Linked DNA regions of Mus musculus: region 1 is linked to region 2. Evidence: chromatin contacts called from public promoter capture Hi-C data. All regions are on one chromosome and are shown on one strand. The core of a region is the stretch at or near the end of the contact, and the rest is flanking DNA. Distances in the headings are between cores, read along the strand shown. Region 1 holds the start of Tbx19 (T-box 19). Region 2 holds the start of Dnm3 (dynamin 3).

Region 1 (3,075 bases), core at 231-2,730, 2.7 Mb before region 2:
CACATTTCCCCCTTGAGCAGTGAGTCCTACTACTCTGCCCTCTAGCAGGTCCCTGCCTGGTCCTAGCCATGACTACTGGGTCCCCTCTTCTGGATACTCAACTTTCTCTGTGTCCTTTCCGTCACTGTTGAGATGCCTTCTCAAATCGCCTTTCTACAGCACAGCATCTAATCAGGACCCTCCCCACCCCAGCCCCGCCTCACCTTGCATGGCTTCCTCCACCACTTCGTCCTTTTGCATGATCTTTATTTTCTTACCGTGGCTGATAACCAAACTACTTCATGTCACTTCTTTCCCCTGTCAGATGGGTCGTTCTACGAAGATATCGCTTCTCTTCTATCACTTCTGTGGAGTGCTTAGTAGGTACTCAGTTCATGTTTGGCATCCTCCACATTCAGACTCCCCCTAAGTTTTCTGCTTTTATTTCCCCATTGCTCTGACATTCTTGTTTTCTTTTATAACAAGATAAACCAGCACCCTAGGCTCTCCTAGGGTTGGGGTGTTCCAGCTGTTTTGATGGTCTCCTTCATGGTTTCTACCTCCCCATCCAGCCACCCTGTGCTGTGTCTTTAGGAGAAGTAACCGTTTCTACTAATTACATCCTCAGGGAATAGCGGGACTCAATCCGGAAGGACAGCGTTGGCCACGGCTGTCCCAAAAGAGAACTGGGAGCCTTTTTGGACCAACGATTAGCATCACTCAGTCCAATGATGTAAAACGTTGATTCCCACCCAGGAGGCGCAGAGTTTTTCTTAGAATAGTTCAGGACAAATTACTTTCCCCCTTCCTTTCACTAGGACTGGAGATAAGAGAGACTAGGGGTCTGGATTCGAGGGAGGAAGATCAAAGTTCAAAGCTGAAAATGAAAAGGACCTTAGAGGTAAAAAGGGTGTGAATGTGGGTGGGTACAGTCAGTGGGGAGATGACAGAGGAGCTCCCTAGGGGAAAGAGGTCTGTAGTTCTTTTCCTCCTGACTTCAGTTTCTTGAGTGTAGCATGCAGAGAGACTTCCTTTATTCTCAGGTCTTGTATCTTGGCACAGAGCCCTTCACCCTCAGCATAGACTGCTCTTGTCTGCAGGGCTTCTGTGTCTGTTCAAGTTGCTAGATCAGGGTGGAGGGAGTTCAGCTGACTACTCTGCCAGGACAGCTTGCCCAGACAGCAAGTTTGTGGCTCCCCTGCCAGCACCTCCTTTTCTATAGGTGCCACATGCCACAATTTATACGCAGACATGATTTGACTGATTGTTGCAGTCCGGGCCTGGAATAATTTTAATTAACGGGAAAACGGTCCTCAATACACCGATTAGACCTCTTCAGGTACAACAAGATAAAAGCCTGATAATTTGGATGGAGTACTCTTCTTAAACGTCTACTGTAGGCAGGGCGGCCAATGGGAAAGCCAGGCTGACTCCCACCTGATCCAGTGAGTAATTAAGAGAGCGCTTTTTCTTCTCCACCTCCCCCCACCCTCTCCTCCCTGCTCCCCAACTGAAGCTTAACAGGTTGGTGGTATAATTTGGAGACTTTCAGGGGTGTCACACTGGAAGCTTTAGCAAGAGCCAAGGCATCTTATTCTACTCCCAGACACTGACCAGCTGGGGTCGAAAAGCCAGCAAGTGAGGGAAGGAAGGAGCCGGAGGCAGAGAAAGTGGGAACGGCTCTCAGCAAAGTTTGAAAGGGTCTACAGCCATGAGTGAACTGGCCACACAGAAGGCTGGCGAAGGCACTGTGTCTCGCCTGCTTAACGTGGTGGAAAGTGAGCTCCAGGCAGGGAGGGAGAAGGGAGACCCTACAGAGAAGCAACTTCAGATCATCCTGGAGGATGCTCCCCTCTGGCAGAGATTCAAGGAAGTCACTAATGAAATGATCGTGACCAAGAACGGCAGGTGAGTTTGACTGCAGCCCACTTGTGCTAGCCTTTGCTTGGCGAGGAAGGTAAGACACCTTTGGTAGTAAAGAGGCTACCACTCTTCGTTCAGAGGCAGCAGGCTCTGAACATCTTAAAGACAGTCTCGGCTGGCCGTCACTCAGCCAACTTAATTTCTTTGAGATAATCAGAGCAGTGGAAGATGGAGGCCACCTGTCTTACCTACATGTATTATATGGGGAATTATTTTGCAGGGGAGCATGCCCCATGCATTGGGGAAGTGGACTCAACTGTCAGAAACTGGTATTAATTTTTGAATGACTGTGTCCCCTGGAGCAGACCTGTGTTCAGTCCTGTTCAGATAATGTGAAAGTTGACTTTATTTGGAAACTGGATAGTTTGTTCTTAAGCACAGCACACCTGTCTGTCAGACGATTTTGACTAGTTGAAGACTGGGATTGAAAGGGCCACATGGCCTATCTCTCTCTGCCTGCTTCCTTGTGCATGTTGAGGGAGAATGAGTTTCGATTGTGTGTTTCACATAGTTAGGAAAGCTGGCGTATAATAGGGAATGAAGCTCTAATGCCCAGTTTTAGGAAAGAGAAGTTTTCTTCTTTCATTCTCCCTGCAAAGAGTGGGGATTGTCCATACCGCTCCCTGCTGGCATTTCTCAGATCCTGTGAAGCTTAGCCTGTTAGGCGCCTTTGAGGGAACTTTAAAGCTTGAGCTTAGCAGAGGAGATGCAAATGTTTTGAAAGAGACTCCCACTGCATGCTCACACATCTTTGGGTACCTATGGACACAAAGTACCCGAAGGACATTTTCAGTAGTGTTAGTTGAGCCCAGACTCTTTTTCTTACACCTTGAGAGAAATTTTGCTTAGAGAGAAAAGTTGAAATTAGCTGAACCTCAGGCTGACTTTTGTCGTTGATAAAAAGCCTTCAATTTCTGGTGTCTTAGCTTTGTAATTATGAATAAAACACAGCAACGAAAGAGAGCTGTCCCTTGTACAGCTGGGAGGATTATGAACGTGAGAGCTGTTGCATGACAATAAACTACTGTAAGACAAAGTTATACAGTAAACACACACATTTTATACACTGCGATCACAGTAGCAAAGCTACCAACCTTGTGTAAAAGTGACAGTCTTTTACTTTCCACACAGACTCCCATGTGTGTACTATACATTTATGGCTTTGAATATTTG
Region 2 (2,700 bases), core at 46-2,545:
CACGTGTTGGGATTTCTGAGATTTCTGACTGCCTAGGAAGGACAAAGGTAGCTGATGATCAGCATCCGTTTAACTCTGCCTTCTGACTATAGATGCAATATGACCAGCCTCCACCCTCTTCTGCCACAGACGTCCCTGCCACCAGCTCCTCAGGGTCAGTGCGTAGAGGTTGCTGCAATAGTGGTCCAAAGTTTCCATCCCAAACCGGCAGCAAAGCATGGCTCTGTACTCCATGTGGTACTGGTTTTGCAGGCATGAAAAGTGAAAGACTGACTCAGCTATCATATAGCATATCCAGAGAGCCACCGAGCCTAGGAAACGTGGGGCAGGCTCAGACTTGGTTCACTGTTGTCCTAGAAGGGCAATAGTGCAATGGTGATGCCTAAGTGACAGTGAAGACCCCAGGGTGCTAGAGATGCAACACATTTTCCTATGTAGTCTCTAGTCTTTAGGTTACTTAAAGCCATTGGGCAATCATCAGATGGAAGATGTGCAGGACAAGTAAATATTGCGCACTAAATCCTGAGAGGTATCAGTATTCAAAATGCACAGGAAACAGGACCACGATAAGGAGGTGAAGAACCATGGCCATTTATCTTCGTGTCTCCATCTCCGGGCACAGACTCTTCTCAGTGTGCTAAATTTAACGGATCGAGTGCAGACTGCGTGGTTACAATGGACTCAACAGCCAATCTCTTTGTCCTGACCAGGAGCTAAAAGGACAGTTAGCTCAGGCAAGGAATTCTAAAAGCCAGAATGAGTATGGTAGGAGTAGGGAACAGAAAGGTTCAAGGAACTACACTTTAGCTTACAGAAGGTAGAGTAGGACAGGCTGGTAATGATGAGTACTTCAATAAGGTCAGGTAACCCAGTTTTCTAATGGGGATTGACTCTAAAAGGCCAGTTTATCTCTGCATCCCACAGCAATCTGGGGTTTTGGAGTAGGGGGTGAAATGTGAGATTTCCTTTTGGGAAATGTATTCTGGTGCGTACAGTGGTGGTGGTGCATGGTGAAGCTGATGTCAACGTGCTGTTAGCTGATGGTAGATGGTAGTGCTTTCCTCTAGGCTTCGTCTGTGTGGTTTAGCTCCTTCAAAAGGAACAACAATTCCTGTTGGGTGTGATTTTAGGCTTTTCCTTGACCAAGTGCAGTACTCTGCCCTTTAGCCTGGGCAGTGGCATCTGACTGAAGCTGGGAGGCAGTCCAACCGTAGGCCAGTAGGATTGGAAACTCTAGGGAGAAGCAGGGCGAGAGGCGTGGTGTGGGCGTGACCGTCTCAGGACCAGGCCACGCCTCCTTCGCCTCTCTGGGCTGCGCAAGCGCGTCGTGGGCTGTGAGCTGTCAGGATCCTAGCAGTGGGAGGCAGGGATCGGACATCGGTGCAGGGACTCCGCCGTGTGAGCCCCGCACAGCGACAACCGGGACAAGTGCTTCGAGGCCTGGGCTGCCTGCCAGGTCACACAGTCGAACAGGGACCTGTGGGGCAGTTGGCCGCACAGGCAAGATGGGGAACCGGGAGATGGAAGAGCTGATCCCTCTGGTGAACCGTCTGCAGGACGCTTTCTCGGCTCTGGGACAGAGCTGTCTGCTAGAGCTGCCACAGATCGCCGTGGTGGGCGGCCAGAGCGCCGGCAAGAGCTCAGTGCTCGAGAATTTCGTGGGCAGGTGAGCGCACCGGGAGCGCGGTGGGGGCGCGTCCGTGGGGGTGGGGGGAGCCCCGTGCTTCAGGCCGTTGGAACATGGAACGGTGTGGGGAGCCCCGAGGGTGGACTAGAGGCTGCAGCGGATTGGAGGCAGAGCACTAGTGTTTCTAGAGCGGGCGGGGTCCTCCTTGCTCTGAGCATCCTTCGCCCCAGCATTCTCTACCCGGTGGTGACCCCCTGTCTGCCTTTCATCCTGCCATACAAAGCCATTTCCTCCCCACCCTCGGTGGGGGAGTCGGGGTACGCCCTGGGATCCACTTCCCTCGCTGGCTTGGTGCGCGCCAGCCCCTGGCAGCCTGGAAGCGCAGCCTGGTGCTTTCCAGTCGCCAGTTCTCTTTCTCAACACCCCTCTCCTTTCCCTGTCACTCTCCTGGAAGCTCTCAGCCGGGATGTACCCCTCCTTCTTCGTCCACACCCCCCTCTCCCCCACCCCACCCCCCCGCCGCCCCGGCCCCCCATCCCCTGTCCCTGACTCTCATCTCAGCTGTTTACTGTTTGAAACAGTCATCGCCTGCCCGAGCAGGGGAGGCGGGGTGTGTGAACCCCGAAATCCCTGTGGTGAAGGCTTACACTGTTTGAAACAGTCATCGCCTGCCCGAGCAGGGGAGGCGGGGTGTGTGAACCCCGAAATCCCTGTGGTGAAGGCTTACACTGTTTGAAACAGTCATCGCCTGCCCCGAGCAGGGGAGGCGGGGTGTGTGAACCCCGAAATCCCTGTGGTGAAGGCTTACGGGGAGATGCTTGCCTACCATTCGCCTTGGGAGCTGAAGAATAAACGGTGGTGTGTTTATGAGTGTGCACCCATTCACTGCTCAGGCATGACTGAAAACCCGAGACCTCCAGGGATGACCGTGGACTTGCGATGTTCAGGTGCCTTGTCATTCCTGCACCATCTCAGAACTGACCAGCATCTCTCTTGCACTCTTTCTATGCCATGCGCCGCCTCCCCCCTCCCGCCCCCCACCAATCCTCTTGCATTCCTTAAGCTCTTGTTTA

What was found. Promoter capture Hi-C pulls out the DNA fragments that hold promoters and counts their contacts.
Region 1: a contact with region 2 is called in a promoter capture Hi-C map of hippocampal neurons, with 7 times the contacts expected there. The contact joins the promoter of Tbx19 here to the promoter of Dnm3 in region 2.

The regions. Positions count from the first base shown.
Region 1 is chr1:165,159,178-165,162,252 of GRCm38.p6, reverse strand. Tbx19 (T-box 19) reads left to right here and starts at 1,480. Exons shown (of 8, transcript NM_032005.4): 1 at 1,480-1,887. The coding sequence starts at 1,691.
Region 2 is chr1:162,476,629-162,479,328 of GRCm38.p6, reverse strand. Dnm3 (dynamin 3) reads left to right here and starts at 1,295. Exons shown (of 21, transcript NM_001038619.2): 1 at 1,295-1,666. The coding sequence starts at 1,506. It overlaps Gm31985 (a long non-coding RNA gene), which reads right to left and starts at 2,663. Exons shown (of 3, transcript XR_373653.3): 1 at 2,454-2,663.